3 separate regions of the Mus musculus genome follow, and all the other regions are linked to region 1. The links are chromatin contacts, called in public HiChIP or PLAC-seq and Micro-C maps. All regions are on one chromosome and are shown on one strand. Each heading gives the region's core, a stretch centred on a gene start, on an enhancer-like site or on the middle of the called end of the contact. The rest is flanking DNA. Distances are from core to core; before and after follow the strand shown.

Region 1 (3,742 bases), core at 548-3,047:
CTCATACACATTCACACATACACACACACACACACACACACACACACACTCACTCACACACTCCGTCTCTGTCTCCGTGCCCCCCAACCCCCTCAGTGCAGACAAGCTGACATTAAAGGCTAGGTCCCTACCTCCTTCCCCAAGTATATGCCAGGACTCTCCTGTAGGATCCACTGAGAAGCTTGGACAAGGGAGACGTGCAGGAGACCAGGCTAGGCCTCTGGGCTACTGCATTAAGGAGCACACACATGCTTATCTCATGCACGAGCTAACTCCAGGGAACTGACTCCTGCCAGCCAAACTCATAAGAGACTGAAACATTTGAAGTAGAAATTTACATATAAGCTAGGTGTATTGGGAGAAATTATTCATCTCCGGTGACCAAAATATTTGCACCTGTTAGCGACAGTAGTCTTTTATCTTTTATTTTCAGCAGAGAGAAATTTATATGCCAGGGGTATTTAAATGTCAGGAGTGGGCGTGCTGGCAATGGTTTGGCCAGGGTTAGAAGCAAGCCTCAGTAGCCCATTTGCAGAAAGCCTCAGGGAAGAAGAAAGATTTATGAGGTGAGAGCCTGCCTGGGCTGCCTCCTCTCCGGGAAAGGCGTCCCTGCAGTATTTTCTGTCTTTCAAATTGCAGCTGAAAGCAGATATTTTCCCCCTTGCCTATTATACCTCTTAATTTGTCTCTCCCTATGCTGTTGTCTCTATAAAGAGTTTTGCATGAGAGACCCACACAGCAGTGTTATTTTGGCCCCCGGTGTGAGGTTTAACAGCAAGGGAAGGACTAAAGTCCACGGATGCATGTGTCTTGGGGCAGGGGCACACGGTGTCTGATAACACATGCCGGTGTATGTGTGGGCTTGTGGAGGTGGCTTGGGTATGCCTGTGCACGTCAATGTTTTGCTTATATAGACCTGTCTAGATACACTTTGGCATAATTGCTAGGGTGTCCGTGCTGAAATTAAGTGTATATTTGCATGTAAGCACACACCCACAAGGTAGCCTCTGTATGCATAAAAATGCAAATGTTCACATACATGCATATCCTATGTATGACCCGTGCATATGTCCAGGTCCCCGCCTCTCTCTCTGTCTGTCCCTCTCTCTTCTTGCTTCTCATGTTAGCATCCCTCGCCAACCCCACCCAAGGGCCTTGGCCACATTTTTGGTGGCGGTTTGCGAGGAACCCTGGAAATACTGATTCAGCCAGACATAACCACAGCCACAGCTCTCGGGTTTGGTCCAGCCATCCCCATCCCCCCCAGAGCGAAGCAGCTGTACTACCGCGGCTGGTCTGAGCTCTGGGCATCCCTGGCTACCAGCAACCTGGCAATCCCCGGCTGGTGCTGAGAAGTGACAGGGTCGCCCAACGATGGGCAGCGCCTTACAGAACAACCTGGTCTCCTGGCCCTTCCGGGGGGAGACCGAAACACAGAGCGGCGCTAGGCGGAGGTGGGCGGTGGAGGGGGCGTCTCGGTCTTTCGGAGTCCAGCGAACGCTGGGCAGAAACCAATGGGTGATTGTGGCCCATCGGGGATCCCTCGGAAGCAGCCAATGACCTCTCTCCGCTCTGCACCCCGCCCTCTCCACAGCGCGCAGCTGGACCATTGGAGCTAGCAGGATGGGGGAGCGCAGCGCCAGCATTTGGAGCGGGGGGCGTGGCCCAGACTGTGACCCGCCCATCTTTCCCGGCTAGGTTCCCCATTGGCCGAACTGCGGTGCCGCGGCGGGCGGAGAGGAGGGGCGCGAGGCGCGCTGTAGGCGTGGCCTGAGGGCGTGGCTGGCGGGGGGCGGGGCAGCGGCGCTGTCGCAGTGAGAGCCGGAGCAGCGGCGGCCCGTCTGGAGCTGCGGCGGGTGAGCCTGCGCGGCTAGCGGAGCCGCGGGGCCGGGAACAGGTGATCGCAGCAGGAGACCCGCGCCCTCCCGAGTTGCGGCGCCGGAGCCAAGGCTTCCTGGCTCAGCGGCAGGCCCAGGGCTGACAGAGGCCAGCTGCAGGCTTCGCACGCGCTTCCCGGGTATCCCTCTCCCCGCGCGAGCATCTGAAGCCCCTGGGTCCCGCGCAGCCTCGGGAGCGGCAACCGCGCGCGGCGGAGCAAAGTTGTGGACGTGTCCCGACCGCCGGGCCCTGCGCCGTCACCACCGGCTGGGCTCGCGCTCTAGGAGCTGCGCTCGCCCTGCAAGCCCCGGGGGTTCCCTTTGCAAACTGCTCCAGAGGCTGAAACTTCGGGTGCCGGCGGGTCGGGGCCTGCGTCCTGCGCACCCTCCGCGAGGGCGTCGCGGACGGCATGTGACCACTCCGGCGCGGGAAGGCGCGGGAGGGCGCGGGCTCCGTGGATCAGGCGGAGGGCAGGCTGCGGCGCACGGCGGGCCCGGGCTCCAGCCGAGCAGCCCCCCTCGCCCGGGCCCCGCCGAGGCCGCCGCGCCCCCGCCCCCGCGCGGGAGGACTCGCTCCAAACTCCCTGAACTTCGGGCGGGTCCCGAAGCGGCGGCCTCGAGGTGCGCAGCCTTGCTCGGGGACCCCAGCCACTTCACTCTTGCTCCCCACCCTTGAGGACTCTGAGGACTCCCGGGGCCCCGGGCGGAGCTGACAGCCCCCTCCTGCTGGCCGCGCCGCGATGCTGGTGAGGAAAGTGCCGGGTTTCGTCCCGGCCTCGCCGTGGGGGCTGCGGCTGCCGCAGAAGTTCCTTTTCCTGCTCTTCCTCTCGGGCCTCGTCACCCTGTGCTTTGGCGCCCTGTTCCTTCTGCCCCATTCCTCTCGCCTCAAGCGCCTCTTCTCGGCCTCGCGGACCCAACAGCCCGGCCTGGAGGTGATGGCCGAAATCGCCGGTCACCACTCGGTGTCAGAGCAGGAGCCGCCTCCCAACCCTGCCCCTGCGGCTCCGGCCCCGGGTGAGGACGATCCCAGCCGCCTGGTCGGTGTTCTCCGTAGGAAAGGGTGGCTGCGGCGAACCCGCCCCACCGGGCCCCGGGAGGAAGGCAACAGGGTTGCAGCCCTCAGGCCGCAGGAAGAGAGCGTCCGGTTCACTTTCGACTACAATGGTTTCCGCAGCCGCCTTCGACACCCGGTCTTGGGGACAAGGACTGATGAGAGTAAGGAGTCCCAGAGTCTGGTGCGAGCTCAGCGAGAGAAAATCAAAGAGGTAAGCACCCCCCCCCCCAACACACACCTCCCGCCAAGACTTCTAGCTGCAAGCGATTCCCCACCTTCTTGGCCTCTCCTGGCTCCTGGTCTGCCCAAGACCCTTCAGGCAGGCCGCAGCACCGCCCCTCAATCCGAAGTTACTCTCTTTGCTTGGTGCCTACTTTAGGATAACTAGGTTAGTTCATGGCTCCTACCAACCTCCAGGTGGATTCCCCCCCCCCCCACCACCCCCGTCCCCTTTAAGTTCCTAGCCCTGGTGGGCTCCAGGCTTTCCCTGATGGGTTGCTAGTAGGAGTGGATTTTAGGTCCTTAGTTTTCGTTTGTACAGGAGGGAGCCACTAGAAACCCTCTCCCTCCCTGTGTGCCTTTTAAGTCTTGACTTCTCCTAAGCTCCAGCAGGCTCTGGAAAACCCAAGACATGTGAGGTATTTGGGGTCCTGTTTTGTAATCTCTCGGCCTCTTGCAGACCAGAGATCTCGAGCATTCCTGCTAACTGCTTCTATCGAGCGTTGCCACAATTGTACATAATTGCATGTGAAAGACGAAGGAGTGATCAATAAAGCAGTGGGAATGTTACAGAAGCTCCGAGGTTATTGGC
Region 2 (3,742 bases), core at 582-3,081, 470 kb after region 1:
TCAGACACACCAGAAGAGGGCATCGGATCCCATTACAGATGGTTGTGAGCCACCATGTGGGTTCTGGGATTTAAACTTAGGACCCAGAAGAGCAGTCAGTGCTCTTAACCGCTGAGCCATCTCTCCAGCCCCTGTGCTTTTTTGCTTTTTTTTTTTTTTTTTTTTAAATAAAGGATTTGGGAGTATGGGTGTTTGCCTGTGTTGTGCCATGTTCATGCAGTTTATGAGGTGGGCAGAAGAGGACATCAGATCCCCTGGAACTGGAGCTACAGACAGTTGTGAGTCAACATGTGAGTCCTAGGAATTGAACCCGGTTCTCTTTCTGCCTGTTCTTAACTGTTGGCCATCTCCCCAGCCCCAGTTGCTTGGGCTTTTAAGAGCATCATTCTAAGCCGGGCGTGGTGGTCCACGCCTTTAATCCCAGCACTCGGGAGGCAGAGGCAGGTTTGAAGCCAGCCTGTTCTACAAAGTGAGTTCCAGGACAGCCAGGGCTACACAGAGAAACCCTGTCTCCAAAACAAAACAAAAACAAACAAACAAACAAAGGCATCATTCTAACTGGTTCTGTGATGCAAACTGTGGTCTCTATTTTTTTTGGGGGGGGAACAAAAGTAGGAAAATCACTGGAACCCCTGAGTTGTAGAGCAGTCTGAGCAACATAGCAAGAATGAAAAGCAACTCAAAAATTGTAGCAAGAATAAAAGCTGGGCTGGTGAGATGGCTCAGTGGGTAAGAGCACCCGACTGCTCTTCCGAAGGTCCAGAGTTCAAATCCCAGCAACCACATGGTGGCTCACAACCATCAGTAATGAGATCTGGCGCCCTCTTCTGGAGTGTCTGAAGACAGCTACAGTGTACTTATAATAAATAAATAAATCTTTAAAAAAAAACAAAAAAAAAAAAACAACAAAAAAAAAAGAATAAAAGCGCTTTCAGGAGGCAGCTGACATCTGCAAATGTCTTGGGAATGGCTGGGGTGCTTCCTCTTCACTTACTATGGTAACCAATAAAAGCCCTTTGTGCCCTAAAATAAGTAATAACTGAATTGATTAAAGTCTTACTTTGAGAAAGGGCCTCTAAATCTCAACAGGTTGTCAAAGGGGGCAGAGTCCACGGTGCAGCTTTTATTTACTCAGTTTCTGCTGTTTCGTTTTGTTTTGGAATGGGCTTGCTCTGTAGTCCAGGTGAGCCATCCACCTGCCTCAGCCTTCAGAATCCTGAGATGATGCCACTTATAGCCACCATTTGTTCAGATGCTCGCAAATGTCCCGTGAAGCAAGGACTGTTATGCCCTGAAATGAGCACTGAAAGTAGGTCAGCTGTCTGTGCAACAACTCCAGATGGCGATAATGAGATAGATACCACGGGGACCCGGGGATGGGTAGATAGTGGCTAGTCCTGCGCTTTGCTTCTGCGCCAACCATTCACCAAGTACTCTTTTTGGGGGTGGGGGTGGGGTGCTGAGAGGTCAGGGTCCTCTCGGCTGGGATATGAGCCCAGTTTGTTTTTTGTTTTGTGGATATTTGAGACAAAGTCTCGATGCACAGCTCTGGCTAGCCTGGAACTCACTATGTAGATTCGGCTAACGTCAAACTTATAGGGATCCTCCCTCCTTGGTGAGGCCAGTTTTGAGTTGAATCCCATGCCAGTTCCGGACTGCCTGAGTCACACACCCCTTGGCGCCAGCCCAGGAGTCCAACTGCCTAGTTGCCAAAGCCCTAGGATGCCAGAGGGGCAGGGCAGGAGGAAGACAGGCGGTGGACCAATGGCAGTGGCACTGCCTTACCTGGTTGGCCACGTGGGCCCAGGTATGCAGCGGCCCCGCCCTGCCTGCTCTGGCCCAGCCCCGCGGCCTCCGGGCTCGGGCTCGGACTGGGAGCGGAAATTCCTGCAGGGGCTGGACGCTACGGGCAGAGCTCAGGATGGAGCCCGTGGAGGCCTGGACCCCCGGGAAGGTGGCAGCTTGGCTGAGAGGTTGGTGAATCGGGAGAGGCAGGGGCGAAGTGGGCTCAAGGGGATTAGTGCGGTGTCCCTTGGACCAGAAAGTAGGGAGGGAAAAGGAGAAAGAACCTGCGGAGTCTATGAGTCAACAGGTATTTATAGAGCGTCTACCCTGTACCAGCCGACCAGCGTCCCCAATACAGGAACAGTGAGGGCAGAGATAGGCCAGGCGACACTGGAGGGCCCAAGATGCAGGAAGGGGTCTTTCCCAGACTTTAGGGGTGTTCTAGCGCCCGCCAGGGTGGCGGCAGACAGGTGCGGTGATAAGTACGCAAAACAGGGAGGCTCTAGTGGCCCACACCCCCTTTATCTCCGTCATCTTCTCAGTGCCCCAGGGCCCTGTGAGCTATTATTAAGCCCATTTTTCAGAAGTAGAAACATACACAGAGCCAGGAAGTGATTTGTTCAGTCTTGGAACAGGGCCGGCCCTGGGTGTCATTTTCTCAGCCTTAGGTTGGCAGTAAGAGAAACAGAAACCCTAGTCATACTGAAGGGGTGACACAGCTCCACCCTCAGGAGTGAAGATCACTCCCCAGGTGACCAAGAGTCACAAACACAGTCAGACTCAGGAAAAATGAGGGCGTGTGGCTGCAGGACGGGGTGTGGAGGCTCTCAGAGGGGCGTGGGGGGGGGGCGGGTAGCTGGAGCCTGCTCAGGCATTTCTGTGTGAGCAGACAGGAGAGCAACAGGCTGACTCCCCCACACTGGTGGCTACTACCGCTCACCAGGAAGGTGACCACAGGCCTCTCTATTCATGAATCGGTCAAAATGAGACCATGGTGGTGTGACTAGCTTCCGTTGCTCAAATGTTTGTGACCTCTGGGAGGGAGGATGGCAGGCCAGCACATTCAACGTGGGAATGAAATTGTCCGAGTAACCCTGGGTCCTGAATTCCCAATCCAGCCCTTGTAATGGCACAGGAGAAATGGTGGAGGAGAACCTAATGGCTACACATTCCCCATGGCAGTTGGGCCTGAAATGGGAGGCTTTCCATCAAAGCATGAGCAAGCTGCTACATCTGTATGCATTAGTGTATCAGGGACGATGATGGGTGGTCTCCACCCTCTAGAAATGGGAAGAGCAAAGGTGCCAGATGGGTAAAGTGGTTGTTTTGTTTTGTTTTGTTTTGTTTTGTTTTGTTTTGTTTTGTTTTGTTTTGTTTTGTTTTGTTTTGTTTTGTTGAGACAGGGTTTCTGTGTATAGCCCTGGTTGTGAACTCGGGGATCCTCCTGTCTCTTCTTTCCAAGTGCTGGGATTAAAGGCATTCGCCACCGCCATACCCGACTATGGGTAAAGTTCTCAAAACATTGCCTCCCACAAAGTAAGGTCATGGTAGACAGCCTGGCAGCAATGTGATGGCTGCTGCTTGCTGCCTGACTCTGGACTGAGTGGCCCAGCAATCACCTAAAATACATGGGTAGAAGCAGGCACTTCTAGCAGTCCCATTTAATTTATATTTTACATTCTATTTACTTTGTGTGTGTGTGTGTGTGTGTGTGTGTGTGTGTTTTACCTGCATGTACATATGTGCACCCTGAGAGTGCTGTCGGATGGTTGTGAGTTACCCTGTGGGTGCTGGGAGCAGAACCTGGGTCCTCTGCAAGAGCAGTCAGTGCTCTTAACCACTGAGCCATCTCTGCAGCCCCTGTTTGTTGTGTGTGATGGTCACTATATGTCAAGGTATTTGAGCATGAATTTGGTAGATGGCACTGTCGGTAGGTTGGACACACGTGCTAGAGTCA
Region 3 (3,742 bases), core at 750-3,249, 450 kb before region 1:
AGGAGAAAATGTTTGGGGTCTGATTAAAAAGGCCAGATTTCCTGTCAACATCCTGTCTTCTTTTAATTTCAAAGATTCCTTTTAAGCTCCAAGTGACAGTAAAACCTCCGATCTGACGATTACAGTCACACGGCCCTCATCCCCTCCTCCCCCTTCTCCCCTCCTCCCTCTCCTCCCCGGGAGATTTCCCCCAATGGTATTTTAAGATGTCACCCGGGAGACCTCAAAGAGTCACCAGCCTTCCCCCCACCCCTTTCCAATTTGAAGTCTTAATGGGAGCAAGGAGGGCCTCAGCTGCCAGCAGCCGCGTTTCCAGCCACCTCGGGCATCACTACCTCCCAGCCGCTGGCCCTTCCTACTCTGTCCTTTCTCACGGCAGCTGTGAGAGGTTTAGGGGAAAACCAAGGCGTTTTCGTTTCATCTGGCTGCCCCCCTTACAAGAGAGAGAGAGAGAGAGAGAGAGAGAGAGAGAGAGAGAGAGAGAGAGAGAGAGAGAGAGAGAAACGAAACAGTTGCCTATCCCTGGTATCGTTGAAAAATAAATTCTCTGAACGACTCTGGGGCTACCAGGATGGAGGCATTCCCCAAGTCTCTGCCTATCTTTCGGGATGCAGACTTATGCCGGAGGCAGCCCTTTAGAACCGGCCTACGGTCGCCCTGTGCAACACTTCAGCCGCTGAGGTTGAGAGTGTGGGAAGGAAGTGTTTCTGCTGCAGAGCAGGAGGCGCGGTGCTAGGCCAGGCCCTCCTCGCCCTCTGTGCCCCACACCTCCCGGGTCCTCGCCCAGCTCCGGCGGTCCTCATCCCAGTTACCGGTTAGACTGTGCCAAAGAATCTGGGAGCCCCAGTCCTCCGGTTTCCATGCCACTATACTCTGCAGGGCCCCGTGAAGGCCAGGTGGAACGGGGTATGGCTCCTCCAGGCTGTCTGTGCCACCGAGAAGGAGCGCCCCAAGTGTCCGTGTCCTCCGGCAGAGAGGCCGCGGTGTACCGTTCCCAACGGGAGGTCTGGGGTTCTGACTCTTGGAATAGGAACGGCAGAAGAACTCCCCACGCCCAGTTCTCCTGGACGTCCTCCTGGTACCTTCCCTGACTGATGTAACCATATTTCTCTCTGGACCCGGGCTCGGGCAGCGGGGACACCCAGGTTCCTCTCATGTTCTGTCGGGCCTGGGCTCCTGCAGCGTGGGTGACCAGGCACCCCTATGTCCTGCTAGCCGGGTGACCCCCTTTTCTTCCACCACGGTACCTCCCATGTTCTCTGGGGTCTGGGCTCTTATTGCGGATCGCCTGGAGTCCAGCGGGGGTCCTTCCGGGAGTGGCATCCTGCAGTAGGGGCGCCCGGGTACCCCGGTGTCTTGCCAGCTGGGTGACATCCCCTTTCATGTCCTACTTCTAGGTGCTCCCCAAGTCCTCCCCGGTATGGGCTCCTGCAAATGGGGGCGCCCAGGTTCCCCGGTGTCCTCCCGGCTCGGGCCCCTGCACTCACCTTGAAGGCGACCGGCAGCGTCTTGTTGCAGCGCCAGTGCGAGGGCAGCACGGAGCAGAGGAAGTTGGGGCTGTCGGTGCGCACGAGCTCTCCCGCGTGGTCGGCCAGCACGTCCACCATCGAGCGCACTTCGGGCCGGGTGCGGCCGCCGGGGCCCGCGGTTGCCTGCGCGCTTAGCGCGCCGCTGTTCTCGCCCATCTTGCCGCCGCCGCCGCCGCCGCAGGGGAAGGCCGTGGAGGGGGGAGTGAAGCGGCGGCTGGTGCTCGGGTCTACGGGAATACGCATGCCGCGGCCGTCAGGGCGCGGGCGGCCGCAGCCGCGGGAAGCGGGAGGCGGGAAGGCGGCGGCTCGGGGCCCGGCCAGCGTGGGGGGTGGGGGGAGGGGCGGCGCCGGGGGAGGGGGTGCGCCCCGACGGTCGGCCGCGCGCCCGCTAGTCCCGCATCCGGCGCGCGCGGCCGCCCCACGGACTCGGCGGCCGCGGCCCCAGCCCGGATCCTAGAGAATCAAGTGGCGGCGACGCGGCCGCCCGCGCGGGGTTAGTACCCCGGGCCTCGGGGCGGGGCCGTGCGAGCGACGCGGGGCGCAGCCAATCGCAGCCCCCAGGCTCGGGGTTCGCCGTGGAGGACCCGGTGGCTCGGGCCCGCGCGAGCCAAGCAGGGGCCAGGCTCCGCCCCAGAGGGTCTAGACACCCGCGTCCCGGTAGCCGCGCGGGGAGCCGCGGTCCCCGGAGTCAGGAGCGGCCGCTGCGACCTGGGCAGACATCGGGTTTCCAGCCTCCTGGCTGCGGCTCGCTTCCCCTCCCTCGAGTCGCAGCCTGGCTGCTTCAGCTCTGGCCACCGCAGCCCGGAACCTGCACCCTCAGCTGGTTGCCGCGGTGACACCCAAGACGGTTTTCTCATTCCCTCCACTCCACAAACGATTTTGACCCTAGAGCTTCCACCCCACGAGGGAGTCCACAGCTCCGCGCGGCCTTGGCTCTCGTCTCTGTGGCTTCTGTGTCAACCTTCGAGGCAGACAGAATAGGGGTTGCCACAGGGACCAACAGTGGGGTGGGGACAACCACACGGCTCCTGTCCACTCAAAACTAATTTCAGGATCGCGCAGGCCTCGTGGAGTTGTCCTCTGTCTTGGCAGCTCATGGGTCTTTGAAAACTACAATGGGGCCTACAACAGTGTGCTTTTTTGGAACATTCCATGCTACACCATACGCATGCAACCACCGTCCGTCTAGTGGAAGTGGATGAGGGTCTGTGGCAGAAAGAAGTCTTAACGCTCAGACTGCTTTCTCCCCACGGATGGAAAGGGGTCCTCCTAGGGCCGGGCCATAGTCTTCTTGGCCCTAAAGCGCTGAGCCTACAGAGCTGTCAGGTGCCCTGTGGGAAATCGGCCCTGGGGTCTCTGTGTTCCTCATGCTCCGTGGCCCAGCAACTCCTGGACTTCACTAACAACAACTCTTTCCCGTCCCGTCTCCTAAGCCTGGCATGGGGGCACAGACACACAACTAGAGAGTCCACGGTCACCGGTCACCGAGGGCTGTGCTCTCCCCAACCCCGTGCACTCCTTGGACGGCAGCAACGAACGAATGCATGTGTTTCTCTCACTGCTTTGGAAATTCGACTGCATTTTCGTTGCCAGCGACAGTGAATCTGTCTGCAACTACCAATACAAGCCCCAGAAGCGACACGATTTAGGATCCGATGGCGACAGAGGCATCAAGACCTCATCCTGGCTCTGACCTCAGCTTAGAACACTCCATTTTGTCAAAAAACGAAATCAGGCGCTGTGTGTACAACAGCGGGGTACTAGGTATGTCCTGAGTCTAACGAGTGCCAGGAGAATTGTATTCTGCCCCTCTCTGGGCCTTATGCCAGCGCCTCAAGCCACCAGGGAAGCAAGGACAGTGAAGGTCCCTTACTGGAACTTTTTGAGAACCTATGATTCGGAGTTGACCATCACTAGGCCTTGGGCCGCCATGGAAACAGCCTCTGGACCAGAGGGGATCTAGGAAGCCTGGCCCTGAGCATGGGCCCTCAGGGGGCTCCCCTGGAAAGGGAGCACCGCTAGTCACCAGGTAGGACCCAGACCGAGTCGTCTATTCTGCCCTCGAGCGATTGTGGGCCGTGACTGGCAGCCTCTGCGATGCGATGCATAAATTCGATTTCTTGAGTGATTCCAGTTTGCATCTGCCCCATACTAGTCCCTCCGCCTGATTTCTCTTTCTGATCTTACAACAAATTAATAACCGGGTCTCCGGA

The links. A called contact is a pair of places that touch in the nucleus more often than the background predicts. HiChIP or PLAC-seq counts read pairs in DNA pulled down with a chosen protein or histone mark.
Region 2: a contact with region 1 is called in a FOXA1 HiChIP or PLAC-seq map of pancreatic cancer cells. The contact joins the promoter of Cnksr1 here to the promoter of Man1c1 in region 1. A contact is called at or near these places in 2 of 39 promoter capture datasets (liver and neural stem cells) and 1 of 115 datasets of contacts at active chromatin or transcription factors (pancreatic cancer cells).
Region 3: a contact with region 1 is called in a Micro-C map of embryonic stem cells, with 2.5 times the contacts expected there. The contact joins the promoter of Runx3 here to the promoter of Man1c1 in region 1. A contact is called at or near these places in 1 of 484 Hi-C or Micro-C datasets (embryonic stem cells) and 1 of 115 datasets of contacts at active chromatin or transcription factors (embryonic stem cells).

The regions. Positions count from the first base shown.
Region 1 is chr4:134,702,345-134,706,086 of GRCm38.p6, reverse strand. Man1c1 (mannosidase, alpha, class 1C, member 1) reads left to right here and starts at 1,797. Exons shown (of 12, transcript NM_207237.3): 1 at 1,797-3,142. The coding sequence starts at 2,618.
Region 2 is chr4:134,236,488-134,240,229 of GRCm38.p6, reverse strand. It overlaps Cnksr1 (connector enhancer of kinase suppressor of Ras 1), which reads left to right and starts at 1,831. Exons shown (of 21, transcript NM_001081047.1): 1 at 1,831-1,973. The coding sequence starts at 1,922.
Region 3 is chr4:135,150,802-135,154,543 of GRCm38.p6, reverse strand. Runx3 (runt related transcription factor 3) reads right to left here and starts at 1,999. Exons shown (of 5, transcript NM_001369050.1): 1 at 1,488-1,999. The coding sequence starts at 1,772.